Linked DNA regions of Mus musculus: all the other regions are linked to region 5. The links are chromatin contacts, called in public Hi-C, HiCAR-type, HiChIP or PLAC-seq and promoter capture Hi-C maps. All regions are on one chromosome and are shown on one strand. Each heading gives the region's core, a stretch centred on a gene start, on an enhancer-like site or on the middle of the called end of the contact. The rest is flanking DNA. Distances are from core to core; before and after follow the strand shown. Region 1 holds the start of Ttk (Ttk protein kinase). Region 2 has its middle 6.6 kb from the start of Gm39386. Region 3 holds the start of Elovl4 (elongation of very long chain fatty acids (FEN1/Elo2, SUR4/Elo3, yeast)-like 4). Region 4 has its middle 16 kb from the start of Gm36120. Region 5 holds the start of Phip (pleckstrin homology domain interacting protein). Region 6 has its middle 4.4 kb from the start of Gm2109. Region 7 holds the start of Bckdhb (branched chain ketoacid dehydrogenase E1, beta polypeptide).

Evidence for each region. Promoter capture Hi-C pulls out the DNA fragments that hold promoters and counts their contacts. A called contact is a pair of places that touch in the nucleus more often than the background predicts. HiCAR-type assays count read pairs that join an accessible place to other places. HiChIP or PLAC-seq counts read pairs in DNA pulled down with a chosen protein or histone mark.
Region 1: a contact with region 5 is called in a Hi-C map of rod photoreceptor, with 4 times the contacts expected there. The contact joins the promoter of Ttk here to the promoter of Phip in region 5. A contact is called at or near these places in 6 of 39 promoter capture datasets (the HPC-7 cell line, erythroid cells, hematopoietic stem and progenitor cells and 2 more), 6 of 484 Hi-C or Micro-C datasets (CD8 T cells, embryonic stem cells, hematopoietic stem and progenitor cells and 2 more), 8 of 115 datasets of contacts at active chromatin or transcription factors (astrocytes, bone marrow-derived macrophages, craniofacial prominence and 5 more) and 2 of 9 other capture datasets (embryonic stem cells and liver).
Region 2: a Hi-C map of Sertoli cells shows a contact between it and region 5, with 5 times the contacts expected there. The contact joins the enhancer-like site here to the promoter of Phip in region 5. A contact is called at or near these places in 9 of 39 promoter capture datasets (the 3T3-L1 cell line, 3T3-L1-derived adipocytes, the C10 cell line and 6 more), 1 of 15 datasets of contacts at CTCF or cohesin (large pre-B cells), 1 of 484 Hi-C or Micro-C datasets (Sertoli cells), 13 of 115 datasets of contacts at active chromatin or transcription factors (acute myeloid leukemia, astrocytes, craniofacial prominence and 10 more) and 1 of 9 other capture datasets (embryonic stem cells).
Region 3: a HiCAR-type map of astrocytes shows a contact between it and region 5, with 2.9 times the contacts expected there. The contact joins the promoter of Elovl4 here to the promoter of Phip in region 5. A contact is called at or near these places in 4 of 115 datasets of contacts at active chromatin or transcription factors (astrocytes, embryonic forebrain, large pre-B cells and 1 more).
Region 4: an H3K4me3 HiChIP or PLAC-seq map of embryonic forebrain shows a contact between it and region 5, with 6 times the contacts expected there. The contact joins the enhancer-like site here to the promoter of Phip in region 5. A contact is called at or near these places in 4 of 39 promoter capture datasets (the C10 cell line, cranial neural crest and pre-B cells) and 12 of 115 datasets of contacts at active chromatin or transcription factors (the 230-238 cell line, acute myeloid leukemia, astrocytes and 7 more).
Region 6: an H3K4me3 HiChIP or PLAC-seq map of forebrain shows a contact between it and region 5, with 8 times the contacts expected there. The contact joins the enhancer-like site here to the promoter of Phip in region 5. A contact is called at or near these places in 9 of 39 promoter capture datasets (the 3T3-L1 cell line, the C10 cell line, cranial neural crest and 4 more), 1 of 15 datasets of contacts at CTCF or cohesin (large pre-B cells), 2 of 484 Hi-C or Micro-C datasets (cerebellum and myocytes) and 18 of 115 datasets of contacts at active chromatin or transcription factors (bone marrow-derived macrophages, cardiomyocytes, craniofacial prominence and 13 more).
Region 7: a contact with region 5 is called in a promoter capture Hi-C map of hippocampal neurons, with 2.8 times the contacts expected there. The contact joins the promoter of Bckdhb here to the promoter of Phip in region 5. A contact is called at or near these places in 2 of 39 promoter capture datasets (hippocampal neurons and liver) and 2 of 115 datasets of contacts at active chromatin or transcription factors (embryonic stem cells and large pre-B cells).

The regions. Positions count from the first base shown.
Region 1 is chr9:83,832,873-83,836,551 of GRCm38.p6, forward strand. It overlaps Ttk (Ttk protein kinase), which reads left to right and starts at 1,817. Exons shown (of 22, transcript NM_009445.2): 1 at 1,817-1,887; 2 at 2,899-3,052. The coding sequence starts at 2,917.
Region 2 is chr9:83,717,800-83,721,391 of GRCm38.p6, forward strand. No RefSeq gene overlaps it. Among named protein-coding and RNA genes, the nearest start is that of Gm39386, 6.6 kb to the right of the region's middle. Within about 2 kb of position 2,237, at least 13 of the 459 cell types and tissues checked have an H3K27ac peak or open chromatin away from gene starts, as enhancers often do. A contact at or near this core is called in Sertoli cells, where this site is marked.
Region 3 is chr9:83,803,915-83,807,734 of GRCm38.p6, forward strand. Elovl4 (elongation of very long chain fatty acids (FEN1/Elo2, SUR4/Elo3, yeast)-like 4) reads right to left here and starts at 2,391. Exons shown (of 6, transcript NM_148941.2): 1 at 2,025-2,391. The coding sequence starts at 2,124.
Region 4 is chr9:83,663,280-83,667,363 of GRCm38.p6, forward strand. No RefSeq gene overlaps it. Among named protein-coding and RNA genes, the nearest start is that of Gm36120, 16 kb to the right of the region's middle. Within about 2 kb of position 1,507, at least 36 of the 459 cell types and tissues checked have an H3K27ac peak or open chromatin away from gene starts, as enhancers often do. A contact at or near this core is called in the 230-238 cell line, embryonic basal ganglia, embryonic forebrain and 1 more, where this site is marked.
Region 5 is chr9:82,974,091-82,978,029 of GRCm38.p6, forward strand. It overlaps Phip (pleckstrin homology domain interacting protein), which reads right to left and starts at 1,399. Exons shown (of 40, transcript NM_001081216.1): 1 at 1,162-1,399; 2 at 998-1,056; 3 at 837-866; 4 at 584-643. The coding sequence starts at 1,201.
Region 6 is chr9:83,685,331-83,688,842 of GRCm38.p6, forward strand. No RefSeq gene overlaps it. Among named protein-coding and RNA genes, the nearest start is that of Gm2109, 4.4 kb to the right of the region's middle. Within about 2 kb of position 1,656, at least 64 of the 459 cell types and tissues checked have an H3K27ac peak or open chromatin away from gene starts, as enhancers often do. A contact at or near this core is called in cerebellum, embryonic basal ganglia, embryonic forebrain and 3 more, where this site is marked.
Region 7 is chr9:83,922,612-83,926,498 of GRCm38.p6, forward strand. Bckdhb (branched chain ketoacid dehydrogenase E1, beta polypeptide) reads left to right here and starts at 2,526. Exons shown (of 11, transcript NM_001305935.1): 1 at 2,526-2,748. The coding sequence starts at 2,559. It overlaps Gm36278 (a long non-coding RNA gene), which reads right to left and starts at 2,394. Exons shown (of 4, transcript XR_379675.2): 1 at 2,219-2,394; 2 at 826-930; 3 at 584-722.

The DNA of each region.
Region 1 (3,679 bases), core at 567-3,066, 860 kb after region 5:
GTCTGCCACTGCTTTTGTTCACTTTTATCTCCCTGTGTTTAATTTTATGTATTCTAAAATAAAGACTTCTTTTTATTATTTGTAGTTGTGTTTGTGTGTGTGCATCTGTGGTAAATGCACCTGAGTGTGGGTATCTCAGATGCACCAGATTCCCGTTGGAGCTGGAGTCACCAGCGATGGTGAGCACCTGATGTGGGGCTTCTGCAAAAGCAAGAAGTGCTCTTAGCTGCTGAACCATCTCTCCAGCCCTTCATACAGTTTTTAAATTGTGCTTTCAAGCCTAGTGATTTTTTTTCTTTTCCCAGCAAATTATCTTCTAACCCCACATAATGTACTTTCTATTGCATACCTTGCACATTTCATTTCCATACATCTATTTTGCTTTTTCTCACACACTCTGAATTTCTCTTTAACATGTTTATAGAATTCTCTCTTAAGTTTTTGGAGTGCATAAAATACAGCACACATTACTATTTTAATGTCCTAATTAGCCAAATATGTCATCTGTGTCATTTCTGGTCTGTTTTAATTGATCCCTTATTCCCCCTCCCCCTTAATAGTTACATTTTCTTGTTTTCAAAGTCTGGTGATTTTTTTTTCAATTACATAAGAGTGTAACGACAACCCTGTTGAGTTTTCTTGTATTTCTATAAATATTACTGAGCTGTGTTCTAGTCTACAGTTAAATTTCATGAAGATAGTCTGATCTTTTTAAGGTTTGCTTTTCAGCTTTTATGCTTGACCAAAAATACTTTAAAGACTAACTTTGCATTAAACCTTCTGTGTCTATAGGTTCTACATTCATGGATTTACTCAACTGTAGATGAGAAAAAAATATGTTTTTCCTGTGTCTCTATTGAACAACTTGTCAATATTTCTTAAGTAACACTATATAACATCTATTTGTATCACTTCTGTATTCAACTGGGTATTACAAATGATGCATAGACGATAAATTTTAAAGTATTCAGGACGCTGGGAGATTTAAATCACATGCCTTTAACCCCAGCCTGTTCTGCAAAGGGAGTCAGTTCTGTGGCAGCAGTGAATACACACACAGTGAGATTCTGCCTCGAAAACAAAAACAAACTAGCTCCCCTCCCCCACCAAAAGAAAATAAATGTATACAGGAATAGAGCATAGGTTGTGTGTACAATGCCTCTTTATTTAAAGACTTGGAATATCCACAGATTTGGGTATCAGCAATTTGTGACAGAGGGCATCACTTACTGAATGAAGATGAGAGATCTGGCTACTGCTGTAGCTTCTTACACAAAGCAAAACTATCAAGAGTAAACCAGAGCAAAAACACAGCATCTGCGCCATTTCTCGCCCATGAAACCGTTCCCCTGGACCACACAGTCTGCTAGGGGAGCTGGGTACCATTGAGAAAGCCTAGAGAAGCGTTTCTCCTAAGAGCAGCTGAGCTCATAACTGAGACAGCATCACGGGGATGGGGGCGGGGGGGGGGAATGGTTCGGAGAAAGGAGCTCAGCCAGGATGTCCCGACAGGGAGGGGACCAGAATTCTAACAAAGAGAAGGGCGGGTCTTGGGTTGAAGGCGAGGCCAGGGCTCCCTGGAGGGTAGTGCAAGGTCCAGCGGGAGAGCACCAAAGAAAAAGACCCTGACCCCTGACCGTACAGGCGCAGGTCAGCACGGCGAGCGCGTCGGCAGCTGCGGGTAACTCCCCGGGCCGCTTGAAGTGGGTGGGTCCGGCCTCAACGCAGGAGGGGCGGTGCGACGCAAGGAGCCAATCACGGCCCACGCTTCCACGTGGCGAGCCGTAACCAATGAGAGGTAGCGGGGAAGGCAGCGGGGAAATTTCAAACGTGTTTCCGGAGAGGGGTTGGGGTGCTGCTGTTTGGGCTGCAGCTTGGCTTTCAGAGGTGGGTGCATCAGAGCGGGCATGGCAGAGAGGCTGCGGCCGGCGGGAGGCTGCTGGGTGACGAGGGTGGCGGCGAGCGAGCTGGCGCTTGAGCCCCCGGCCAGGCGGGCGGGTACGGCCTGTAGGTCCTGGGCTGCTGGTGGGGGAGCAGGGCCCAGAAGCGGGTGCGCCGTGCGGGTCAGGACTGATTGTGTAACTCTCAAGACCTGCCCCCGTGGGTGGCTGTGAGCTGGGAGGAGGTGGGGAACCCCTTGCTCCCCTCCTTTGGGCCCATTTTTATTGTTAACACTCCGCGGTGGCTCTGAGCTTTAGTTACTGCGTTGTGGAGAATGGCAGACAGAGTGACAGAAAGCCTGCAGACTGTGGGCTATTAACCAACACATTCATGCAGATAACCGGAGCGCCTGGGCTCCAGTACTGTGACAAGTACCTCGATGCTTGCATTAGAAGGATAAAAGCACAAATCAGGGCTTTGTCTGGGACAAACTTCTGAAAGTCGCTTATCTGTAGAAGGATGCAGAATGCGCGCAATGTCAATATTTACTCTGGCAGGGTAGGCGACCAAAGGGACAACTTATTGTCATTACCAAACGGATTCCTTACGTTCCGTAGGTGAAAGAAAGACATTCAGTGAAATGAAGTTTTCAAAGGCGTCAGCTGGACGTGGTGGTGTATCTATGTACAGCTAGTGCTTGGGAGATGTAAGGAGATAAGCTGCAGAATCAGAGAGAGCAAGGCCATCCTAGGCTACTTAACACCCTTACTCAAAACACAAAAGCGTCATGAGAGCATTATCTTCCAGGTTCACACAGTGTAACCTCAATGCTGTTTCATACTGGGAAGAATAGATGTTTTTGGTTCGTTGAAACTTTGTTCTGGTAAATTACAAGCTATGTCCTTGTGGGTTTTGTTGCTCTGGTTTGATTTAGTTGCCACTAACACTTACCTCATAACAGTTACATTTAGATAGATATGTTTACAAAACTAATGTTCTATCTTATTTATTCCAAAGACGAGTTACAATTTAGAAATGGAGGCTGAAGAGTTAATTGGCAGCAGTGTGACGATTGATTCCATCATGAGCAAAATGAGAGATATTAAAAATAAGATAAATGAAGACTGTACTGATGAGCTAAGCTTGTCTAAAATCTGTGCCGATCACACGGGTGAGTTTTTTCTTTGCTTAAAAAAGCAAACAAAAACCTAAAAAAAAAAAAAAAAAAACCGTTGAGAGCCTCCGAGTTGAAGGTGAGCAGTGTTAACCACCTTGTGTGGCCTAATGAAGTTGTTTCTGTTTTTCTCAGTAAGTGATGGTTATCCGTTAAATTGTACTTCATACTTTAACTTCTTTTGTTTGGAAACATTACAAGTGTTTTTTGCTGGAGGGAAACAGGCAGGCAGATAGATACACCAAACTTGGGAATCTGAGGCAGAAAGCTCTCAAGTTTGTAGCCAGTGTGGAAAACATAGTAAGACCCTATCTCAAAAGCTCAAAACAACAAAAAAGAATCCTTCTTGAGTGTGCTCACAGGTAGTTCTCTCAACTCTTTTGTTACTGCCTGCTACCTTTGTTGGCTACTTTGCCTGCTGCTGTGAGCGCGCGCGTACACACACACACACACACACACACACACACACACACACACACACACAGGGTTTTTGGTTTTGACTGTTTTTGCCACAAACTGAGGAAGCCTCACCAATCTTCCTGAAGTTAATTTCTTGTACTCACGTATTCTTTTTATTTTGCGTGTGAATGTTTTATCTCTGTGTGTTTATATATGTACCACTTT
Region 2 (3,592 bases), core at 987-3,486, 740 kb after region 5:
ACATGAGTTCTCTCCCCAAGCAACTGAGTCCTCCAAGTTGCCCTCTAGCCTCCACATGTAGATCCCCCCTTCCTCACACACTAAATAGTTAGATAAATATGTAGATGAATGTAAAAAAACCAAATAGAACATGCCCCTGTGTCTTAGGGTTATGGGTCTTGTGGTCAGGGCTATGAACAGACACCATAACCAAGGCAACTCTTAATATAACATTTCGTTGGAACTGGGCTTACAGGTTCAGAGGTTCAGTCCATTACCATCAAGGCGGGAGCATGGCAGCATCCAGGCAGGCACAGTGCAGGAGGAGCTGAGAGTTCTACATCTTCATCTGAAGGCTGCTAAGAAAAGACTGTCTTCAGGCAGCTAGGTCGAGGGTCTTAAAGCCCATACCCACAGTGATGGACTTCCTCCACACACACAAGGCTACCCTACTCCAACAAGGCCATACCTCCAAATAGTGCCACTCCCTGGGCTGAGCACATTCAAACCACCACACCCTGTGACTCTCCACTCCCCTACACTGCTTTCTTGGAGCGTATCCATGGAGCCCACTCTGCCAGGTAGTGGCATAGACTGCTGGCCTACAGTCTATCTCAGTGACTTGCTGGTGTGTGACCTGGGGCAAGGTTACTCAGCATGTGTGCTGAATTTTTTCTGTGTCTCCATTTATTTTTCTAACAGTTAGGGGCATGAACAGTGAGTGACTGTGTCAAGCCTTGGGAGAAGATTCCAGTGCAAGTCAGGCTGAACACAAGCCTGCATTCAAGAAACAAAACAGGGAAGTAAAATGTCCCAGGAGGTAAGGACCTTGTTCTGACTCAGGTAGATCGTAGGAGCTAAATACAATGGCTGGACACTGTGTGACCTCAAATCCAGGAGGTCTGTCCTAGGCCACCACAAACTTCCTTGGTGCCACTTTTCCTAGTTTCTCTCCCTGGCTTCTTTCCATATTCAAATCGCCTCCCTGGGCAATCTAGCTTCTCTGGCTAATTAGTGAGCCACTGCAAGCTTTTATGGCAGCAAATTCTCTAGGAATATCATTTCCCGAATATAGGTGTTTGTTTATCTAGACCTTGCAGTTTTAGGATGACAGCTCTTCCTGGTGCAGCTCTGTGCTCCAGAAATAGCACTTGGAATGCATCTAACTGTAAGACAATAAGATGCTGTCTGATTTAGCACACCGAGCTGGCCATAAGGTGCCAGGCTGGTAGCTGGTGCTCTTAGGAGAGCGCTAAAGTCAGGGCTCTCACAGACCTAGTAATCCTGTGGACACGGACTTCCACTAAATACTCTGCTTCCAGGACTGGGACTTCCGCTCCAGGCTCACGCCCCACCTTTTCCACCCCTCCCCTGCCTATTCCCACATCTCTTCCTTCTTTGGGAGTTTTAGGTGTTACTTTAGAAAATTCTAAAGTTCAAAGGTTATAAATCAGACCTTATGAACATTGTTATAAGCTTGTTATACTAAGAAGTTATACTAAGCTTGGCCACAGAAGAGCGTGAGACATGCAGTTGGCATGTCTGCAGGCACCTGGGGTCCTTTGTGGCATAGGACTGAGTATGGGGAGGGGGTGATGGGTGACAGGTTTGGAGCCTTCACATAGCCCATGGGGTGGTCCGTTTAGGTAAATTTACTTCACCAGGAAAATGAAGGGAATAAATTGTGGAATATAGATCAAAGTTATCTAGTCCATTCTATCCAACTTCCTCTTGTGCATAATTGAATTCTGAGCTTCGAAAGAAGCCGGGCTATTTCTACTGAGAGACATTAGATTGCATTCTAGCCATCTCGGTTTCGCCCTGTATAAAAGCATAAGATCCAGTAGTCATAAATTCTATGACACTCCATCACATTAAGATGATTGACATAAATATTTAAATCCGAAGTAGCTGTGACACCGCCCAGTGGGTGTGGTTAAGGGTGACAACTGAACAACTTTCACAGCTTTCAGAGCCTCTTTCTTTCCAGGCTGCAAAGGCTGTGAAATGATTTAAGGTTCGTTACTACTAGAATTTTATATTGCAAAATCTGCATAATGTATTTAAGACATAGCACAAGACAAGCCAGCTGGTGGCTGGGGACTACACATCTGGCTTCCAAAGGGCAGCTGCAAAAGGTGTGCTGATATGCTACACTGGGGACTTGGAGGCTAGCTGCTGTTACTGAGAGCACGCAGGATGCAAGTGTTTACACACACCCCTCTTCTCGAGACTGCACGACCTTGGCATTTGTCCTTGCCAGTGTCTGAAAATGCCCTTCGATGCTGCCTTTGTATGCAGGGAAATGCCCTGATAATCAGTCTCTTGAGATACTGGGAAATATTTCATCAAAACATGAAAAAAAATACACAGAATACATTATTCCTCTGAAAAAGTTTTGTCCTTTGACAAACTCAAGCCCCTTCCCCCATTCCACCTTGGAACCTTGTCAGTTGAAAACACTTTTCCTCTATCCTGAGAGGCTGTTCCATCTCACCAGACTTCCCTGGGTGTCTCTGCACAGGGCAGGGAGGTAAAGTGTAGGCACAATATGACTTGTCTTGGTGGCAGCTCTGGGGGTGAGAGGGAAGTAGGTCATTGCCTGACCACTATCCTGCCTTGTAGCAGGTTGTCACAGGTACCTTCCCATCTATTTCCCTCCATTGTGATGGAGCCTGGGCCCCTCCTTCCAGATAGTTGCTGGCTATAAAACCACTACTCGGGAGCCTAGGGTTGTTGCTCTGCAACAGACATACCCACCACTTATGTTCCTGTCTTCTGGCCCTGATGTCCTGTGAGTCCAGGGAGACAGGTTACTGACTCCATGCGGGACTACTTTGTGTAATGGTCTGTGTAAGTCGTGGGGAGCCCAAGTGTACTTGAGGTCTTCCATTACCAACGGACTCTCTGGAAATGTGGCGAGCCAGCTAACTTCTACTGCTTTTGTTCTGTGACCTGACCACCAGGAGCTTGAGAAAGGGGAGATTTTTTTTTTCCTGACCTACACTAAGAAGTATGGACATAGGCAACTGTTAACTGAAATAGCAAAAATAAGGTCAGGACTAATGGCTAAACACAAATGCTACAGACTTCTCGGACAAGACGTCTGGCTACTGCAGTTCTAGATACCACTGTGCCCTTTCAGAGTACCATGAACCAATGAAGGCTGGATATCCTCTCCATGCTTGTTTATTCAGAAAACAAAGCCTCTCTTGGAAATGCCCCCAGTTGACTTCCTCTTATGTATAATGGAATTCTGAGTTTCAAAAGAAGCCAGGCAAGTTCTGTAAGCGATTCTAGATTCTGTAATTGCCCTAGACTAGACCAGACTAGTCACAACACACCCCTTGGCTGGCCTCTTTGCCACTGTAAAAGGAACAGGAGTTCATACGGTGGAATGAAGGAGGAGGATGAGTTGTGTTGGCAGCAGACTATGTCTTACCACTCAAGCCTGCTTTGCCAGCTGTGTGGGGAGGACCACAGATGTTTACACAGTCTCAATCTTTGCTTGCACATCAGTCATACCTTATACCTGAACTGACTGGTGAATAATTGGTCCATCTCAATGTTAATTTCCATTTCTGTTGAAACCAAAAGGCCATAGGCTTCAACC
Region 3 (3,820 bases), core at 1,141-3,640, 830 kb after region 5:
ACAGGAGCTCCAGGTGTGTTCAAAACAAACAAACAAACAAACTTGAACAGTGCTCCCCCTTACACTGCAGCAAGGCCCAGACTCTAGCCCCTGAGCCTCTGGTGGATTAAGAAGCGGCACCTCTGCCTGCACACGGCAGCTCTGGGCAGAGGTAAGGAAGCAGTCTCAGGTTTCGTAAGTGGATAGTCTAGAACATGGATGAATACCTTCCCACTGACCTGCTAGTAAGAGGTCACCTGAGTGTCCCTGCATCTACTCATTTCTCAAGTTTGTCCCATCATTGTGTATTATTTTATGTGCCCCTAAAAAGTATAGGTGCAAGCTTTCACATGAGGGAACACACAAAACCCCCAACTCCATTCACTGTCTTTTTCAGAATCATTCAGAAGGAATGAACCACCACAGGAGGCTTACGTTCTAGCTTTGCTCTCAACTCTTTTTTTTTTTTTTTTTTTTTTTTCTGAGGCTCAGGAGAGGTGAGAACACTACTGAATGGGAAGGAGCCGAGAGAGAGAACGCCTAGGTGTGGCTCTGGATGCGAGGTAGCTGGAGAACCTCATCCGCATCGCCACCTGCCAGCCAGCTTGTCTGATGTTCGGCTCTGTGCAATTGTGTAAGGGGAAGCTCTGATGCAATGTTCCCACCAGTATCGCAGAGATGAAGGGAAGGGTGCTTCTTCCCCGGGTATTGCAGGTATCAGTGTGATAGCATTAAAGTAAAGCTCAAGAAAGAGTCGTTCCTGGACAACTGCCTTTAAACCACCGCCAGCTTCGCGGCTTGGGAACTACTGGCTCTCCTACGGTCAGATGTTTGATCTCCTGAGAAATATCGCGCGTTTTAAAACAAGTCATCGAAGCCTCCAGGTCGAAAAAGCGTTTGTCTCATACAGAAACAATTCCAGCAAGCATTTTGTTCACAGCACATACATCAAATGTCATTCTGTATCAAGCTATATATAACCCACTGTCTCGATTGCCCTAGCAACAGAACACAAAAAACTAAAGAAGAAACTTTTCACTTCTAAAGAAGACAGCCATCATAACCTATATTGCTAACATCCTCCGTTGCTAGAATACAGGGTCACACTGCAAACACACAACACAAATTTAAAGCCCCAAACTATTCCCTGGGATCCTTTAAACTTAACGTTTAAGGTCTCGGAAACTTTTTAAAGCAACAAAGCAAGTGAAGAAATGTTAAAACGTGAACATTTATGTTACAATTACTTCTGCTAGGAAAACTAAGTCACTCAATGACAGCCCTGCTCTGCAAACTCAACAGCTGAAGGGAAAGTTCGCTAATTTCAGTACACTGTACTTATGCTTATGCAGGCTTCTGAGCCATCCTCTAGGTGCTGCTGCGGAGACCCCCAGCCCAAAGCCTGCCTTCTTTCCCCTCCCCCTGACGGCACTGCACTGCGCAAAGCTCTCGCAGAGGGTAGCCTAACAGATTTGCTACTGGGAAACCACAAAAAAACTAACGTTCTTCAAGAAGCTAAATAATGTTATTTTACTTTTCAGTCGAAATTATACTACAAAGAGGTTAGCTAAATGGAAGAAGATAATGAGTGGTTTGTCAAAGTCTTCAAGGAAGCTGAAGTAGCGGAGAGACAGGTATAGTCGCAGCCCTCGTCCGCCTCCAGGCCTATCGCTCTATAAGGAGTACCAGTGCATAAGATAATAGGCGAGCTCGGGAAATGCGGGCGTCAGGGCAGGGTGGTTCCTTGGCTGCACTGGTAGCATCTGGTTAAGTCAGCTCCTGCATTCGCGGAGCTGAAGAGATGGGAGTGTTGAGGGGATGGGGGGTGGGGGGGAGTACGCCTTGAGAGTCTCATCTGATTAACCAGTGCACAACCGCGAGGTCCGCGGCGCCGCATCTGCGGGGACCCGAGCGCCCCCAACAGCCTCAAGGCGCTGGGTAGGGGGCGCAGGGCCTTGCCTAGCGCTGAAGCCGGGGACTGGCGTCTGAGCCGTGGGCAGCCCAAGGAACACCCAGAGGAGATGGGTGAGGCCCCTCGCCTGTACCTGCAATGGTCCAGGTCCAGCGATAGAACTCCACGGTGTCGTTGAATGCCGTGGACATCGCGTTCAGGACGCTGCCGGGCTCTGAGTCCAGCAGCCCCATCTTGGCGAGGAGAGGTACGAGCAGCGGCGAGAAGAGAGGCTCCGATGGACCGTGGGCGACTGCGGCGGGAACCCTGCTGGCAGCGGCGTCTCCTCCTCCTCCAGGCGCCGCGACTGGGGATGCAGGCGGAGAGCAGCGGCGAACAGCAGAGACAAGAAGCCGGAGGGCGGAGGAGGAGGAGGACCAGCCACGAGCGCCCAGCGCTGCTCCTCTCTGTCGCCGCGCGCTGCCGCAGCTCCAATCCCCTCGCCCGCATCACGTGGCCGCGCGGGGCGGGGCGGCGCCTCCTCTCGCCCCGGGCGCGGGGATGCTGCGGTCGCGAGTGGTGGCCGGCTTGCGCAGGCGCGCTAAGGCCAGCCCCGGGCCACCACCTGGGCCACAGGAACGCCGCAGGGGGACACCTCGTACCCAGTCCTCCTCCCCTGCCTTCCTGCCCACGGTTACCTCTGTTCTGCCGGATGCAACGTGGGAAACCGGACGGGAAAAAGTGGGAGTTTGTGGGCAAAGATGAAGTACGCGATGCATTTCTGGTTCTTGCCTATCATTCACCTCCATCACATGTGCTTTTGCTGTCTTCGCCTGTGGCACGTGCTTGTCACCCAGACAAGGAAATGCGGGTGGTTTCACTGTAAAGGAATGCCATTTGTCTTAAGCAGCGGCAAAGGAGAGTAGTCTGTGGTCACCCCGTAAATATTATTAGCATGTAGTTAAATCCTTGTGAGTATTGAAAACAGCGACACTGGCCGATCAAAGCAATATAATTGTACCAAATTAGGCTATTGGTAGTTCAGAGAGGATGGAGCCATAAGAATAGGCTAAAAGAGTCCACTTGCACCACATGAGATTCAGGTCAATCTGAAAGGGTGATGCTGAGGAGAAAAAGAGCAGTTGACTTGTGAGAAGAAAGCAGTCTCTATGAATAAATAGCAACAACAATAACTGCAGCAACAAAATCACACTATGCCATTTTTATAGTTTCTGACATAAAGCAAGATTTCAGTGAATGGTCCAATAACAAGTTCATATGCGTTTTATTCAGATGTGCCATCCACTTTTGTTTCGGCTTTTTTTCTCCACTTGACTGATTTAGAATGCTTATTTTAGAGGTCACTGAGTCAAATGCTCAACGTTGTTAACATGAGTACTACCTGAGCCCTAACTCTGTGCTATAAATAGCAAGTCATAAATATTTATGGTGACAAAATTATAACGCACATCACTTCAGAGCATAGTGGGAGTTGTTTAAGTAGAGAGAGCTTCGGCGAGGAAGGCTAATTAAAGGTAACTGATTTGCTATATAACTCAGACCCCCACAGCCTTCTTTACATGCTTTATTCTGAAATCAACCAAATGATATGATTTATTAATTTGTCAAATCTGCTTGCCAGAATGAAGTTTCTCAAATTAAAGAATTTCTTACACCTCAATTCCTAGTTACGAATCTAGTAACTACAAAGAATTCTAGTCAAATTTCATTTCCTTTGTTAATGTGAGTATGAGTTAGGTTTCCCTTTGCTTATGGTATTGGTTGCTACCTCTGTATTGTCTTGGAGTCTTGGATGTTTTTATGATGGAGAACAGATTCCTACCCTCACCTCACAAAATGTCACCGTCTTTGCTTATTTAATATAATGTGGAATCATTAAGGCAGCTTTATTCAAGAATTTTCTTGGAGCCTCTCTTCTACAGTGGAGGT
Region 4 (4,084 bases), core at 257-2,756, 690 kb after region 5:
GAGCCGTTTGTGGTTTTTATGGTGTGGTCTTTGCCACCCGCCTGTGCTTGTATTTGAAAGGGACATTAGGCGTCACTGATGCTAAGTGGCATCTTCTACTTACTGACTCAGCTCCATTTGGGCTGAATTTTCACTTATGTTTCAAACTTCTAACTTGTGGTCATGAAAATAACAAACTTTAAGTAATAGCAAAACATTAAAAAGTTAAGAAAGAAAGGAAGGAAGGAAGGAAGGAAGGAAGGAAGGAAGGAAGGAAGGAAGGAAGGAAGAGATTCAGTCCATTCCTCTGATGAAAGGAAGACATCGCAAAGTCACGTCCCCGGGAGGGAAGTTCTTCCTGTTTTCCAGGTGGGCATGGTCAGCACCAGGAAGGAAGCATGATGCTAGAAATCATGAAAAACCACCATCGATGCTAAAAATGAAACGTGCGTTCTGAGCCAGGTCCTTCCAGGACTCAGATTTTTTACAGTGTCTGTCCACAGTTCTCTTCTCTGTGAGTGAGAGATGGGATTGTTGTTTTTCTAATTTTAAACCACTCTTTTAAATTTTTAAATACATTATTTTTGTCTTTGAGACACAAAGCTCTTAAAAAAACAAAAACAAAAACAAATAACTAAGAAATAACATAAATTATGTTAGACTAGGCGTTAGGGTCCCTTCTGTGAAATTATTTATATAGAAACATTTAATTGGGCATGGCTGGCGTGTTGATAATAATCAATATATTTGCTCCGCAGTGAACTGGGAATCACATCTCTCTGTCTGGAAGAATCATTTATATGTCTTTTATAGATTCATTAACTAAGGCAAGCAAAATCCATAGCTGCACAATATTAGCAAAAACACTTCCTAGAGTGATTTGTGATTCTTCGTCGGCTGGTGCAGTAATTAAATCACGTGCTGTAAAGTAGTACTGAAAACGAGTTCCTCCGTTCTTAATGAAATTCATTATTTTCAGCTTTAGACATTAAAACTAGAAAATTTCTCTATTTAAGGCCAAGTGCTTTTCAAGCTAATCCTAGGCAGCAGAATTCTTAATGTGGCAGGCAGGGTGCTGGGAATGAGAAGGGTTCTCCCCCCCCCCCCCCCCGCCCCGCCGCCGCCGCCCCCCCCCCCCCCCCCGCCTGGTCGGTCGTACTGAACGGTCCCAGCCCCCAGCTCTTTTATCGGATTCTGAAACTGCCTCAGACATAATTGGGTTTCTTAAGACCCGTTTCCTCACTGGACATGACTGTGAACAAAGAGGACTGAACTGGGAAAATAATTACTTTTAATGAGAGAGACACTGGGGAAGCGTGTGAGGGGCTTCTTCGGTTTGCTTTGATCTAAAATAATGAACGTTCATGCAGCAAATAGAGCAGAAAGATTACAGGCAGCGAGTCCTAAATACAGGCGACACTTTGGGAAAGGTGGGCGGGGTGGTGGTGGTGGTGTAACAATCTAATGAAATCTCTTTCCTCAAACTATGTTCACAACGGGGTTTGCACCGCCGCCACGACACTGCTTTGGATTTTTAAACCTTTGTTTGTACAAACGAGGTTCCGAAGGTCTACTGAATATGTGCGGTCCCCGGTGCATGGAGGGGCGGGTCTGGGTGTTTCCCTTTCTTCTGCCCACCAAAGTAGAATTTTCTCCTCTCCGTGTTTAAAGCCTTCTTTTGTCTTAATTTTTTTTTTTTTTTTTTTGCAACGTTTGCATTGAAGAGTATCCTGCCTGCACTGTCTTCTGACAGAAAAGAATTGTGAGCCTCCCCCAAATGAAGATAACACCACGCTCACGACTGAATTCCATTTTGACAATGTTGCAGCTGGTGGGTAAATCTTCACCCAAATGAATGGTATAAATAAATCAGCAGAAAGCCCACCACTGAAATTCGCGCACTGTTTACATTTGGCTGTCTATGAACCTAATCCCTTATAAGTATGAATATCTGTACCAGCTGGGAGAAACTACTCAAGAGTAAATACAGAAGCCTTGACATCACAGCGGCTAAAAGCTACATTTGGTTTGGGAGCCGGGGAGATGGTTTAGCAGTTAAAGAGCTTTGCCCGAAAAGCAAGAGAACTAGAGTTCAGATATTCAGAAGCTAAGTAGATAGATGAAGGTGGGTGTGGTGACCTGCCTGTCATTCCAGTCTCACAAAGTGGAGTCCTAAAGGAAAGCTGGCTGGTAAGCTAGCCATATAAGAGGACTCTGGGTTAGACTGAAAGACCTGGCTGAGAGATCTTGTTTCAAAACATAAAATGGAAAATCGATCACACACACGCACACACACATGCCTAAAACATATGTATACCCCATGCATGCATTTATGCATGCACACATGTACCCTACTCACATACAAAGAAGAAAAAGAGTGGGGAAAAAAAGAAAAAGTTTTGTTTTGTGTTCTGTGATACTGCAAATGCCACTGTGGGCAAGGTGGCTACTCTCCCTTACATCTGTTCTCCAGGTAGTAACTCAGAAACGCAGGGTGCTTCCATTAGGCCATGTAGCCTCAGCTCAAGGCACTGTTGTTGCTTCTGAGGAGAAGTATAGATAGCACGTTTCACTGTGCTGACTTAGAAACAGCACACTTGATCACTTTATTTTGTTTCTGTGAAACAGGGTTTCTCTGTCTAGAAACCTTGGCTGCCCTGAAACTCTTTCTGTGGACCAGGCTGGCCTCAAACTGAGAGATCCACCTGCCTCTGCCTCCTGAGTGCTGGGACTAAAGGCGTGCAACACCACTCATCTGTTTGTCTGTCTGTCTGTCTGTCTGTCTGTCTGTTTGCTTGTTTTATTGATCCACTTTATTATCTGTAGCCTTGTTGCTTATCTGGCTTCCCCGGCAGGGAGGCCGAGCTAGAATCAGTGCCTGGCATTCTGAGAGTCAGCAAACTTCTGCACAGTGACCTGCCCTGGAACTACGCCGTGATTATTTGAACCAATACTTTATTGTTAGAAATTATGATTATTTTAAATTTTGTATATTATAAGGCCCTCTGATGTGGATCCCAGAGGAAACTCAACAACTAATGCAATTTCTGGCTATTTCAGTGTAGTTTGTTAAAAACACATTGACTTCCAAAGTAGGTTTCCTCTCTGAAGGAGCAGATCCCGTTTGGGCTCAACTTTTCTCCCTAAGCACTCTGGGCAATATACAGGAACATTTTGGCTTTCTACCTGGAGAGTAGGCACATCTGACACCTCCACCCAGAGAGTAGGGGCCAAGCAGGGATGTAGAAAATATTTATGCAGCCCAAACATCAATGTGAATGGGGTCAGCAAACCTTGTGTCGTGGCGAGATTCCATTTTACAACTCAATTAACAGCAATTGTTTGACTGGGAAGATGTCTCCATGGTTAAATCATCCACTGCATTGCACAATGAGGGCCAGTGTTTTGGCTCACCAGAACTCACACATAAATGCAAGGTGGGCCCTGTAGCTGCCTGTATTTCCAGTGCTGTAAAGGAGGAGACAGGGGATCCCTAGAACAATTGGCTAGCCAGAGTAGCCTATTGGTGAGCATTGCATTCAACTGAGGGTCTGGACTCAATGAATACAATAGAGAGTTGAAGTGGAAACTTCTGGATTCTTTGGAAAGTCAGTTATGTCAAAGGATGTTTTCCTGAAGCAGACACAGGTGAAAGGATGTTTTGCGAAAGCAAACATGTGAAAGGATGCATGCTGTTAAGAAGGGCCCAACAGACAGTAGATGACACTGGATGATATTGGTATGCCTTGCCATTCCTTAATGGTCTATGTTTGTTGTGACTTCATAGAAAGAAACGGCACCAAAAGAACTTCTGGTGTTCTGGTTTCTTGCCACTGTCACAGACTCAGGCCGACTGGCAGAGTGATGTCAGCTGATCAGGCTCACATGGAGTTTTGTTAAGACAGGCTTATGTGGTGTTTTGATGAGGCAAGACCAGTGGGAGGCAAGACCCATGGGAAGCAAGACCCGTGGGAGGTCATGTGATGTTTAAAGGGTGTATAAATAGGACCCAAGGGACAGGGATGGGGGAGGGGAGCTTGCATATCTAGCTTTGCAATGAATGGCTTATCTTGAGTCTTCATCTTAGGTGCTCTTCACTTTGTAG
Region 5 (3,939 bases), core at 149-2,648:
AATAAAATTAAAAATCTGGGTCTGAATCTACAGAAAACAAAAGACAGAGGAGAAGGGGGAAAAAAAATTTTAAAAAATCTTGCCAAGGTTCCTCCGCGGCTCAAAGGCCTTCTTGTGAAATGCTAATGCCACTTCGGAGCAGTTAGTCACCAGCTATTGTGTGGAGCTGGAGAAAGCTGAGCCGGCCGCGCGTGCAGAGCAAGCAAGGAGCTGGCGAGCGCGCTCTCCAGGCTTGCGCCGCTCCCGCTGCCGCCGCCGCCGCGCGCGCGCCCCCGCGCGGATACGCGCGCCGGCCCCTCCTCCTCTGGCCTTGCACTGCACAACACTCATGACGTATCTTTATTTCTAGCACATTAACAAAATATCACAAATAAATTGTCCGCGGACCCCGCGGCCCCGGGGCGCCCGCACCCCCGGCTGCCGCCCCCCGCAGCCCCCGCTCCGGCCTCCCAACCCTCCCCGTGGCCTTTGCAGCTTTTCCCGTTCTGGGGCCAAGTTTTTGTCTCTGTAAAAAATTGCGGGAAATTCAATTTTTATTCGACTCGGGGAAAAGTTTCTTTGCAGTGCGCTAGGAATGTCTCACCAGATTCTGGTAGGTCCTGGGGTGCTCCTTCCCGGTCCAGTCGGTGCGCCGGGGCAGCAGCTGCGGGGACAGGACGCCCGGTGAGCGCGGCCCCCGGCCCGGACCGACGCCGCTCCCCTCCCCAGTCCGCCCCGCGCCCCGCCGGGGACCCCCCGCGCCCCGCGTCCCGCGCCCCGCCGGACGCCCGAGCTTGCGCAGCGGCCCGGGGGAGGCCGTGCGGCGGCGGGACGGCGCCGGGCCGCCGCGCCCTTACCTCCTTCTCGGCCACTTCGCGGATCAGCACCTGCAACAACAAAGCGGGGACGCTGAGCCCCCGCGCCCCGGGCCGCGGCCCCGCCGCCGCCGCCGCCCTCCCCCACGCCCGCGGGCGGCCACCGCGAGCGCCCGCCCGTCCCCGCGCCGCGCGCCGCCTACCTGAGCCGCCTGCTGACAGGGTCCATCTTCCAGGAACCGGGCGATGAGGAAGTAGAGCTCTGCGCGGGAGAGAAGGACGGGGAGACACGGGCTGAGCGGCCGCGGGGGGCGGGGGCCCGCGGGCGAGTCCGCCCGGCGCGGCGGCCCCGCAGCGCCCGACTTACCCGATCGCAGCTCCGAGAGGCCTTTCCTCTCACGAGACATGTTTGCGGGTCACTTCGGGGCCGCCGGCGGGACACCCCGCCGCCGAGGGGACGCGGGGACGGTGCCGCCGCCTGCCCTGTAGCTGTCAGTGTGTGCTCACGAGCCGAGCCTCGGCTCCACCATTCAAGCAACGGCGGCGGAGGCGGAGGAGGAGGAGGAAACAACAACTCTCAGGCAGCGGCCCCGGCTGCGGCCGCCTCCGCCGGGATCCCTCCGCCGCAGAAAGGAGTCCGCGCCTTCGCGGCCCCGCACTCGCCGCCCCCGCCCCCCGCGGGAAAAGGAGTGCCTCGGCCTAGGCCCGCGCCCGCGCGGTCGTCGCTCCGCGCGCCCTGGGCCGCCACTTATTTATTTATTTCCAGCGCGAGGAGATGTCGGAGCCGAAGCGGCGGGCTGCCTGGCGGGCGCTTTCTCTAAAGAGGCCGCGGGCGGGAGGGAGAAAGGGAGGGAGGGGAGGAGGGGGCCGGCACGGCTGCGCGGAGGGATCTGACGCACACGGAGCCGCAGCACAGGCTCTATTCAGCGGCGCTGGCTGGGTTGAGATGGAAGTTAGTTTCTATGTAGCAGAAATAGGAAACAAATGAAGCAAAACTGCTCAAAGAGGGGAAATGCCGGGAGGACTGGGCTCACTCTCACGCACGCACAGAGACTCTCAGCGAGCACTCTCAAGCTGGGCCAAGTCGGGATCGCGCTGCCCTGCCCGACTTGAACGCTAGTGTTTGCTTTCAGTCTTGCCATGTGCATGTGTATAAATGCTGCGGATTGGCATCCGTGTAAGTCTTGTCCTGCGATATTTCTGCAGCCTGGGCAAGTGTTGTGTAATTTATTGGAGTGCCGTGGGTTGCAATAGAGGTTCGGGCTTTTTTTTTTTTTTTTTTTTTTTTGAGCCACTTGCGTTCTGCAAACCCGTTATTCCCCGAAGCCACCTCTGCATATTTCTTTTATTACTACCATCGCCTGAAGCGTTCGTTTAAAAAAAAAAAATGTTTTTGTTTTGATAAACGGGCAAGAGGAACTCCAGATTTGTACTTCAGCTCATCTTTTCCCCCACTTATTACAAAAAGGCTAGTGATGGCTAATTAGGGATTTGGAAGTGAAGAACCTTAAAGCTTTTTAAAGTGTTTACAAGAAGGGCTAATATAAACCTGAAGGAAAGGAAAGGGCGCTAGCTAATACTTATCTCTAACTGATATGGAGGTAAATTACTGACACGGTCGATAACCTACCGAAGGTTATTGAAAGAGTATATTACAGTTTAGCAAAGGTGATTAGTGATTAAATAATTTAAATTATCTGTGTATCTTGCAGTTGACTTCGTCATGCTAATTAATGGCTTCTAATTTACGGTGTAAACCATTCCTGTTTACAGTTAATCACGGGAAGACTTCTTAAAAACTGGCGAAAAGCAGAAACAAAAATCTTTTCGTAAATCCTAATGTAATTACTGGTTTTATATGATACATCGTTCATCTGTGTTTTGCTGATGAGGATAGGGGCCTTGTTATTTTTAAAACGAATATGGGTGAAATTAATGGAAACAATGGAAAAGGCCGTTTGTTAAAAAACAAGGACACCGAGTGATATTTATCTCCAGATGAATTAAGCACTTTCCAAAAAGACTTTGAGAGTTCAATTTTTTTAAAGGTTGGCCTTTTAAAGAGAATTAGGCTAGTCATTCTTTTGTTAATCCTTAACAAAAGATCCTCTTTGAATTTCTTAGATAATAAGCTGCATTTTATGGGTCTGATTTTAAAAGGTAATTTGTGAGGTAAGGACCAAGAAGCTGGATTGTGGTTTTCCGGGATTGTTTCCTCAAGCCCTGCACCCTCCTAGCTCCCTGCCTTCCTAGTGGGAAATGCTGCAGCCGCCTTAGGCTGTACTGCAAGAGCACTAAAACACCAGACATTCTCACACATGTGAGCACGAGGAAACCGTCTCAACCCCCTTTGGAATCATGGATGTAAAATTGCCTTTTGTAACTCAATAAAAATAAGAGGTTACCCCGATTGGTCCTAATGCTACAGTATTATAAGATCTGCCCCTAAACTGGTGTGGCTAGCCTCAGAATCTGGACATGTTTGCATTTTTAAAACGTGTAATCCTAGTCTTACAATGTTAGGTAAAGTAGCCTGCTTCTGAATAATTAGGCATAAAACATATTTTATATGCCTTTGCAATTGTATTTATTTATGTGACTAATGTTGTTTTATCTTAACTTTTTAAAATGCATTATGTCCTTCAAATAATTTAGGTACTTCATTGAGAAGGTCTTTAAATGAACAGATTTTGAGAACTAAAAATTCTACTTGAGGCTTGCTGGTTCTGCACGCAACACTAATCTAATTCTTCCTCTTAGATGTTTTGCCCTTGAGAGGTAAAAATCAAATTTTGGCAAGTAATGTAAACTGTATCTGGATAAAGTTTTGTAGGTGTTAGGAGACATGGGAGGCTAGCATGATACCATGTATGTTTTCCATGCAGAAGCCATGGGAGCTTTTTCTTGAGACTGAAAACAAAAATAAAAAACTGTTTAAGGAAAGCCTGCTTCCTTCTAAACATGTCATTACTAACATTTTGGCTAACTTTGACAATGTTTTTAGTTTCTTTTGAAAACAGTTGTAAGCTTGCCTTTAAATTAATTCCTATGGTTGTTTTTCGTAAAATATAAAGAGTGCTTGACAAAAATTAGGATTTCTCTAATTCTTTCAGTCCAAAAAATGTGTTGTTTTTAGCCCTAGTTG
Region 6 (3,512 bases), core at 406-2,905, 710 kb after region 5:
GGAGTGAGTTAGGGAGCACCTGAGAGGCAGAGCTCACCTGTGTTAAATGTTTCCCAGTGCAGCCGCTCGTTTCTGTTTTAAATAATTTTCTTTATGGTTTGCCATAAAGTGAATATTTTCCAAATAATCATCAAGAAATAAAGACCCCCAAAACTGTGTCTTTATTTATTATTATTATTTTAATATATCTTATAACAAGGCAGTCTGGATGCATTTGCTCTAGTTAGTATGATGTACTCATTAGAAAAAAAAAAGGAGTAATCACTAGAAAACTAAATCAAGCAAATCGTCAATACTTGCCACATAGTAACAAGGCCGTTTATTAACTAATTCACTTATAAGGTGGAAGCAAACTCTGGCTAATATTTTAAAACCATAACAAACTCAATTAATGTCAGCAGCTACTATTGATGCCTGATTTTATGGAGACATTATCATGAAAGGAATTTATATTAATTGAGTACCTTTAGTGTTGAGAAAAGAATCCGAAGTTCACTACTGGCATATGTAATATGATACAAATTTTAAGATTTACCAACTAAAATTACTGTTTTTCTTGTTTATTCTATAAAGCATCCTGTCAAACTAGTAATTTCACTTGGCTCCCTGTCTACCAAGACTTTCTAGGAACATGACAATTCCTTATCTTAATGATTTTTTACATGTAATCCTCTTCCATTTTATATATATATATATTTTTTTTTTCAGAAACGCAGGCACAAGGGTGGAGGAAGATGATCAGTCATAGCTGGGGAGATATAGCAATTAAAGTATTGTGCGGCTGCCCTGGCAGCTGTAATTTTAAAGATGAAAGCTTCATTTTTTTCCCCCTATCTACAATGCCAATTTCATCCAAGCTGTTGTGTTGAGTGCTACATGCACTTAAAAATTACATGTTTAAACTAATCAGGAGCAGAGGGAACGTAAACCCCTCATCCCAATAACGTGGGTGGACTATAAATCTGCTGTGCCTTTTTAACCATCGAAAACTAGGTCTGTTCAAAACGTATTGTTTCTAGAAGTCTGTCAGACAAATACAAAGATATAGATGCAAAATATTCACTGCAGGGGCTTAAGGAGGCAAAGTCTAATAATTTAGAGTAAATAGCAGCCGAAATATCCTCACCTTGGCATTTCTGTCCAAGCTAGCGCAAGAAGAAAGCCCACATTAATTGGTACGCTCAGAGAAACAGGCACTTAGAGCAATTAAGTCAGATGCAGGAAAACAGCCCTGCATTGAAAAGCTGACAGCGGGACCCGGGCACAATATCCGTAATGAGTGGCTGAGGATGGTAATGGATGGAGGCTTGGAGACTAATGGACAATTAATGTAAAACAGATGACTTCCCTCGGAGATGACGGTCTTTTGAAAGGCGCTTCACCTGCTGCTCAAACAAACGCAGCTAAAATGAAATGGGAAGAGGAATGAGGACTCACTGAAGTGAGCCGCAGCCAGCGTTTGTGTCCCTGCTTTCTCCTTGAATATTCGCAGAATCTAGGTCAAAGATTTAACGGGCTCTTGGCAACGGGGGCTGGGGGGGGGGGTGCTTCCTGTCATTTTGGCTTCCTGCCGTAAGGATGGCCTGAGTTGAAGGGTTGCTGTGGCAAGCCTTCCCAGGAGACGCTCTAGGGCTTCTCCTTGTGTCCAGGGGGAAGAAGACAGTGCCTGTCCCGATGCTGCACGGCAGTTTGGAATGACAGGCGCCAAGTGTCCCGGTTGTATGCACTGCCATAGAGATCCTGCAGAGCAGAGCAGTGGTTTTCAACCTTCCTTAATGCCTTCAACACAGTTGTGGTGACCCTCCAAGCATAAAACTATTTCATTGCTTCTTTATAACTGTAGTTTTGCAACTGTTATAAATCCTAATGTAAATATCTGATATAGAGGATGTACATCTAACCCCTGTTGAAAAGTTCCCTCAGAGCGAAGGTATGAAAAGGGGTCTTTCAACTAGCAAGGGGGGTCATGACCCACAGGCTGAGAATCACTGCCGTAGAGGGTCTCTTGGAGATTTGAGAGCCAGGTTTCTTTTCCAGTGCTTATTAAGGTAGGACAGAGTCCTTCATACCTGAGCTTACATAAGTCGAGGATAGGCTTGTCCCAGAAACAGGTTAAGCACCAAAACCGTAGAGCGAAAGCAGATGTCTGGGAAGAGACGTCCCTTTCCCCTAGGGAAGTGCTGCTGGGGTCCCTGTGGTCCCTGAAGCCTGCCTAGCCCTGCCAGAGGCTTGGTGCCACCTGGACTGAGCCTGAGTCCCAGGAACAGTAACTAGCTGCCATCCAGAAAAGAAGAGGAGACGATGAGCCAAGCAGTCCTGGAGAGAACTGTAACCCCTAGAGACAAGGAAATCCTTGTCACTTTCCTGCCTCCCAACACTCTCGGTGCCCAACTCTAAGGACACAATGCTATGACGCTGTCTAAGTCACTGGGCGCTGCATACTGTGTGGGACCATTTTCACTCCAAAGGTCTTGGTAATTTTTTTCACCTATCCTCCTCCATGTTTTCTTCTATTTACTCAGAACAGTGTATCTGGGCTAGCAAGTGTAGGAACGCAGTCTGCATGCTACTGAACACCCTTGAGCAGTGGCCTGAATACTACCAGAAATCTTTGCACTTGTAGAAAAACAGGAAAATGATTCTCAACTCACAGCTGTTTCCAGCTAACAGAATTCCTGTGAGAAAAAGTCAAGTGACGAAAACAAAATGTCAGCTATGTCACACGTATTCATATAAACAACAGCGTTGGGGAGAGGGCTCAGGGCCAGAGACAAGGCTCAGGGCTGGAGACAAGGCTCAGAGCCAGAGACAGGACCTAGGGCTGGAGACAGGGCTCAGAGCCAGAGACAGAACCTAGGGCTGGAGACAGGGCTCAGGGCTGAGACAGGGCTCAGGGCTGGAGACAGGGCTCAGGGCTGGAGACAGGGCTCAGGGCTGGAGACAGGGCTCAGGGCTGGAGACAGGGCTCAGGGCTGGAGACAGGACTCAGGGCTGGAGACAGGGCTCAGAGCTGGAGACAGGGCTCAGAGCCGGAGACAGGGCTCAGGGCTGGAGACAGGGCTCAGAGCCGGAGACAGGGCTCAGAGCCGGAGACAGGGCTCAGGGCCGGAGACAGGGCTCAGGGCTGGAGACAGGGCTCAGGGCTGGAGACAGGGCTCAGGGCTGGAGACAGGGCTCAGGGCTGGAGACAGGGCTCAGGGCTGGAGACAGGGCTCAGGGCTGGAGACAGGGCTCAGGGCTGGAGACAGGGCTCAGGGCTGGAGACAGGGCTCAGGGCTGGAGACAGGGCTCAGGGCTGGAGACAGGGCTCAGGGCTGGAGACAGGGCTCAGGGCTGGAGACAGGGCTCAGGGCTGGAGACAGGGCTCAGGGCTGGAGACAGGGCTCAGGGCTGGAGACAGGGCTCAGAGCCGGAGACAGGGCTCAGGGCTGGAGACGGGCTCAGTGGTTAAGAGTCTTACAGAAGACCTGGATTGAGTGTCCAGCACCCACCTAGTATGGCTTACAGTTGCT
Region 7 (3,887 bases), core at 1,276-3,775, 950 kb after region 5:
GAAGCCATGGAGGAATGCTACTTACTGGCTTGCTCCTCCTGGCTTTCTTAGCCTGCCTTCTTATACCGAGCAGGATCACTTGCCCAAGGGTAGCACAGCCCACACTGTTTTGTGCCCAGTCACACCGATCATTAATCAAGAAAATAACCCACAGACTAGTGTATAATCTAATTTAACAGAAACATTTTCTCAGTTGAAGTCCTCTCTTCCCACATAACCCTGCTTGCTTGTGTCAAATTTACAAAAAAGTCTAACCAGGACAAGCAATTCTCTGCCCATCAAAGTTTTCTTTTTCTTACACTTTGTGTGTGTGTGGTGTGTGTGTGTGTGTGTGTGTGTGTGTGTGTGTGTATACGTACGATGACATCTTGTGGAGGTCATAGGGCAACTTTCAGGAGTTATTTCTTGTCTAACATGTCATCTTTAGGTATTAAACCCACGTTATCAGGATTAGCAGCAAGCTCCTTTACCCTCTCAGCCATACCCTAGTCCTTTCAACTCAGTTTTCATTGACTAACTTGTCTTTTTAAAACCTTGAGTTTAAAGAGTGCATATGTATAAAACAATAAATCCTGTTACAAACCCATTATTAACTGCCAAATGTCTCCAAGTTTCTTCGTTCTGAAGGCCACATTTGCATACTTCCTAGCCACCCCGGAGCAACATTTTACTCTTCTGTATGGCACGCTAGCTTGAAGGTAGTGATATTCCTCTGGATCCATCTGCAAAGAAAGTGTTACTTTTTTACATATAGTCACTGAATCAAAAGAGGGACGAATCTCAGCAGAAGTAGACTGAAGTGAAGTTCTGTGAGAGAAAACGAACCAAGAATCATTCTGAAGAAAGAAGAGCAACTGTGATGTCCATTGGCTCCATCTTCACAGGCTCTCCGTGTCCCCAGGGATTAGTCAGAAACCCAAGTGGAAATGGCTCAAACAAAGAAGATAGCCCATTTGCAGCATATTAAGGTGTCATGAGGAACCCAGCCATCAGAAATTCCAAATGTAGTCAGTTTCATCTTTTTTTGGGATTATCAAATTACTGAAAACTTCCAATTTTTGCACTTCCCAGAGGCATTTAAAGATAGCCTGACTCCCTGAAAAGAGAGTTTCCCAAACGAAGTTCAATGCAGCTGGGGATGGGGGCAGGCAGAGGCTCTCAGCATAGGAACAAGACATTTCTTTCCTTGCCCTGGAAGACACTTCATTCTTTCACGACAATGAGCCTTTGCACCCACCTCACCTGTTGTGGAAGACTATGGTTCTCTGTGCTCTGCTTTGGCAACCTCTAATCCTCTGGGTGCAGGTCAGCCTTACCTCTGGAAGCATTTTGACCTTCAAGAGCTTGTTTCTCTTCATGCTGTTCTAAGTCTCTTACCACATTTGAATGCCACTGTCTAAGCTGTCTCCTTTGTGTGCATTTCTGAATACGTAGAATTCCATTTCTACTCTTACCCCGTGCTTCTTAGCTAAACCTAACATCTGTTAAGAGGTCACAAATACTACAGGAGGAATGTTTCTTCCTGGCTCCTTCCTCTCTGTTCTCTCAGTCTGTCATAATACTTTCTCCATTCTGGAATCCTTCCTCGAGATCTAGACATACTTTCTTGCCTCTGTTGTATTCTATTTTGATGGCTATCTTCCAACTCATGGCTAAGGAAGATAAATAAATACACACACACATATCATATATATGATATATATGCGATATCATATTTGATATGTATGTGATATATATGATATATATAAAACACTTAAATATTTTAAGATAAAATTTATAAAGTTGATTATTTTGACTTTAAATCAGTCATTCAACTTGCTTTTTTTTTTTTTTTTGGTTTTTTGAGACAGGGTTTCTCTGTGTAGCCCTGGCTGTCCTGGAACTCACTCTGTAGACCAGCCTGCCTCTGCCTCCCAAGTGCTGGGATTAAAGGCGTGCACCACCACCGCCCGGCAACTTGCATATTTCTAAGTTACACAGAGTAAGACCATTAGGTGATTTTTGCTGCACCTCGACTTTAAATTCCTAGTGGATTTGAAGGCCGAAATCTCTACTTACTATTTTTTGATATGATCTAAATCAGGATAAGCAAAATCAATTTTAAAGATTTAAATATATTTACTATTTCAAAATAAGAGTGAAGGCCTTTCCCGAATTCTAGATTTTTTCGGAAACTCGAAACCAACGCCTGTCTTTGCAATGACCATATTGCACTTACAGACTATGAGAAACACAGCCTAAAACGAAAACGCTACTGAAAAATGCACCGCAAAAATGACACTGCGAAAGAACACAGGCAGTCGCGTTGTGACACCCCAAGTCCTGCAGCTGATTTTGGGGTGGGACCCAGGGACCACATCTCAGGCTGCAGGGGCCTTGGTATGGCTTCCGTCTGGGCGGGCCGCCAGGTCATAGCGTCTCCATCCCCGCCCCCGAACTTCCGTCTCCGATTGGTCTCTTTCACGGACCCGCCCCTCGAGGCTGCCCAATGAGGAAGCCTGCGTCTTAGCTCCTCCCTCCCTGCCGGCAGCGTGGGCTGCGGTGCCTGAGAACTGGGGATGGCGGCGGTGGCTGCGCGCGCGGGTGGGCTGCTGTGGCTCCGGGCTGCGGGAGCAGAGCGGCGGCGGTGCGGACTGCGCTGCGCTGCGCTGGTGCAAGGCTTCCTGCAACCCGGGGGCGAGGACACGGCCCAGAAGCGGCGGGTGGCCCACTTCACTTTCCATCCGGACCCAGAGTCCCTGCAGTATGGTGAGATTTGGGGATCTTGCTGCATCCCGGCTCTATCCTTGCCTTGCCCTAGACTCTAGACTCTACTCTAGAGCCTCCTTGGTTCGGGTCAGTTTGCGTTCCTGTTACTCGTCCTTGGTGATTCTTCCCTTCAGATGCAGCCCCTGGAACTTCAAGATAGGTGAGAGGGCACTCTGCCTTCTGCTAGGGCCTGAGGGTGTAGAGGAGTTGTCCAAAGAGCGCTCCCCCGCCCCCTTCCCCTGAGTTCTATCCATGCTTTCCCCATATCAGGTCTTAGGTGTTAGCTTGTCCTAGACTGAGTCACTAACTTGAGGCAACTGTCTGTAAAACACTTGCCTTTTAATTTTCATTTGAAAATGTAAACCTAGGGAGTAAATACTAGAATTTGATTTTCTCAAGGTCACGAGACAGGTTCTGCCTAAAGATGGGAAAGAATCCAGACTTCTATTTCAGCCTCATACAGAGCTCCTGCTGGGCCCCGCTGTCACCTGGCCAAGCAGTATTCCATAGAGATGGTGGAGAAGAGCGAACAGAAGGGAATGGGGCAGGCTCCTGTCCTGCCACCTTTGCCTCACTCTGACTGTTTCTCCTGTAAGTTTTATGCAGTCGCCCTCCATCCTAGGTCTAACTGCAGAGCACCAGGAGAAAGTAAGGAAAACCTACACTGTTTTTTTTTTTTTTTTTGTCTAATAACTTGGGGCTGGCAGTTTTTGGAAGCCCATCTTTACTTGTGAACAATAATGGAATATTTAACCGAAAGCTTGCTATTGGTGAAATTTACATTCCTCATCTCATTTAGTTCATAGGACAAGATTTAATTTCATGTGAGGTAGGTCATGTTTTCATGTTTGCTTTGCAGTTAGATAAACGGAAGCCTTGAAGCAGATTATTCAACAGTACACAGGACATAAGTTCATGAGACATAGCGCCAATGGTCAGAATCTAGTAAGCAGGATTCCAGACTTGCCACTCCACGGAAGGCAATAAAGAGGCCTTTAGAAATAATTTCAATGACGGGGTTTCCCAGTTTTGTGAAATAGTAGGACTAGAAAGATGAACAGCAGTTCGTTTTTCCCTCTCAGCCTTCAGTACTGTTTTCACAGCAAAGAAACTTTGGCCTGGTAATGGAGAAATAGAGC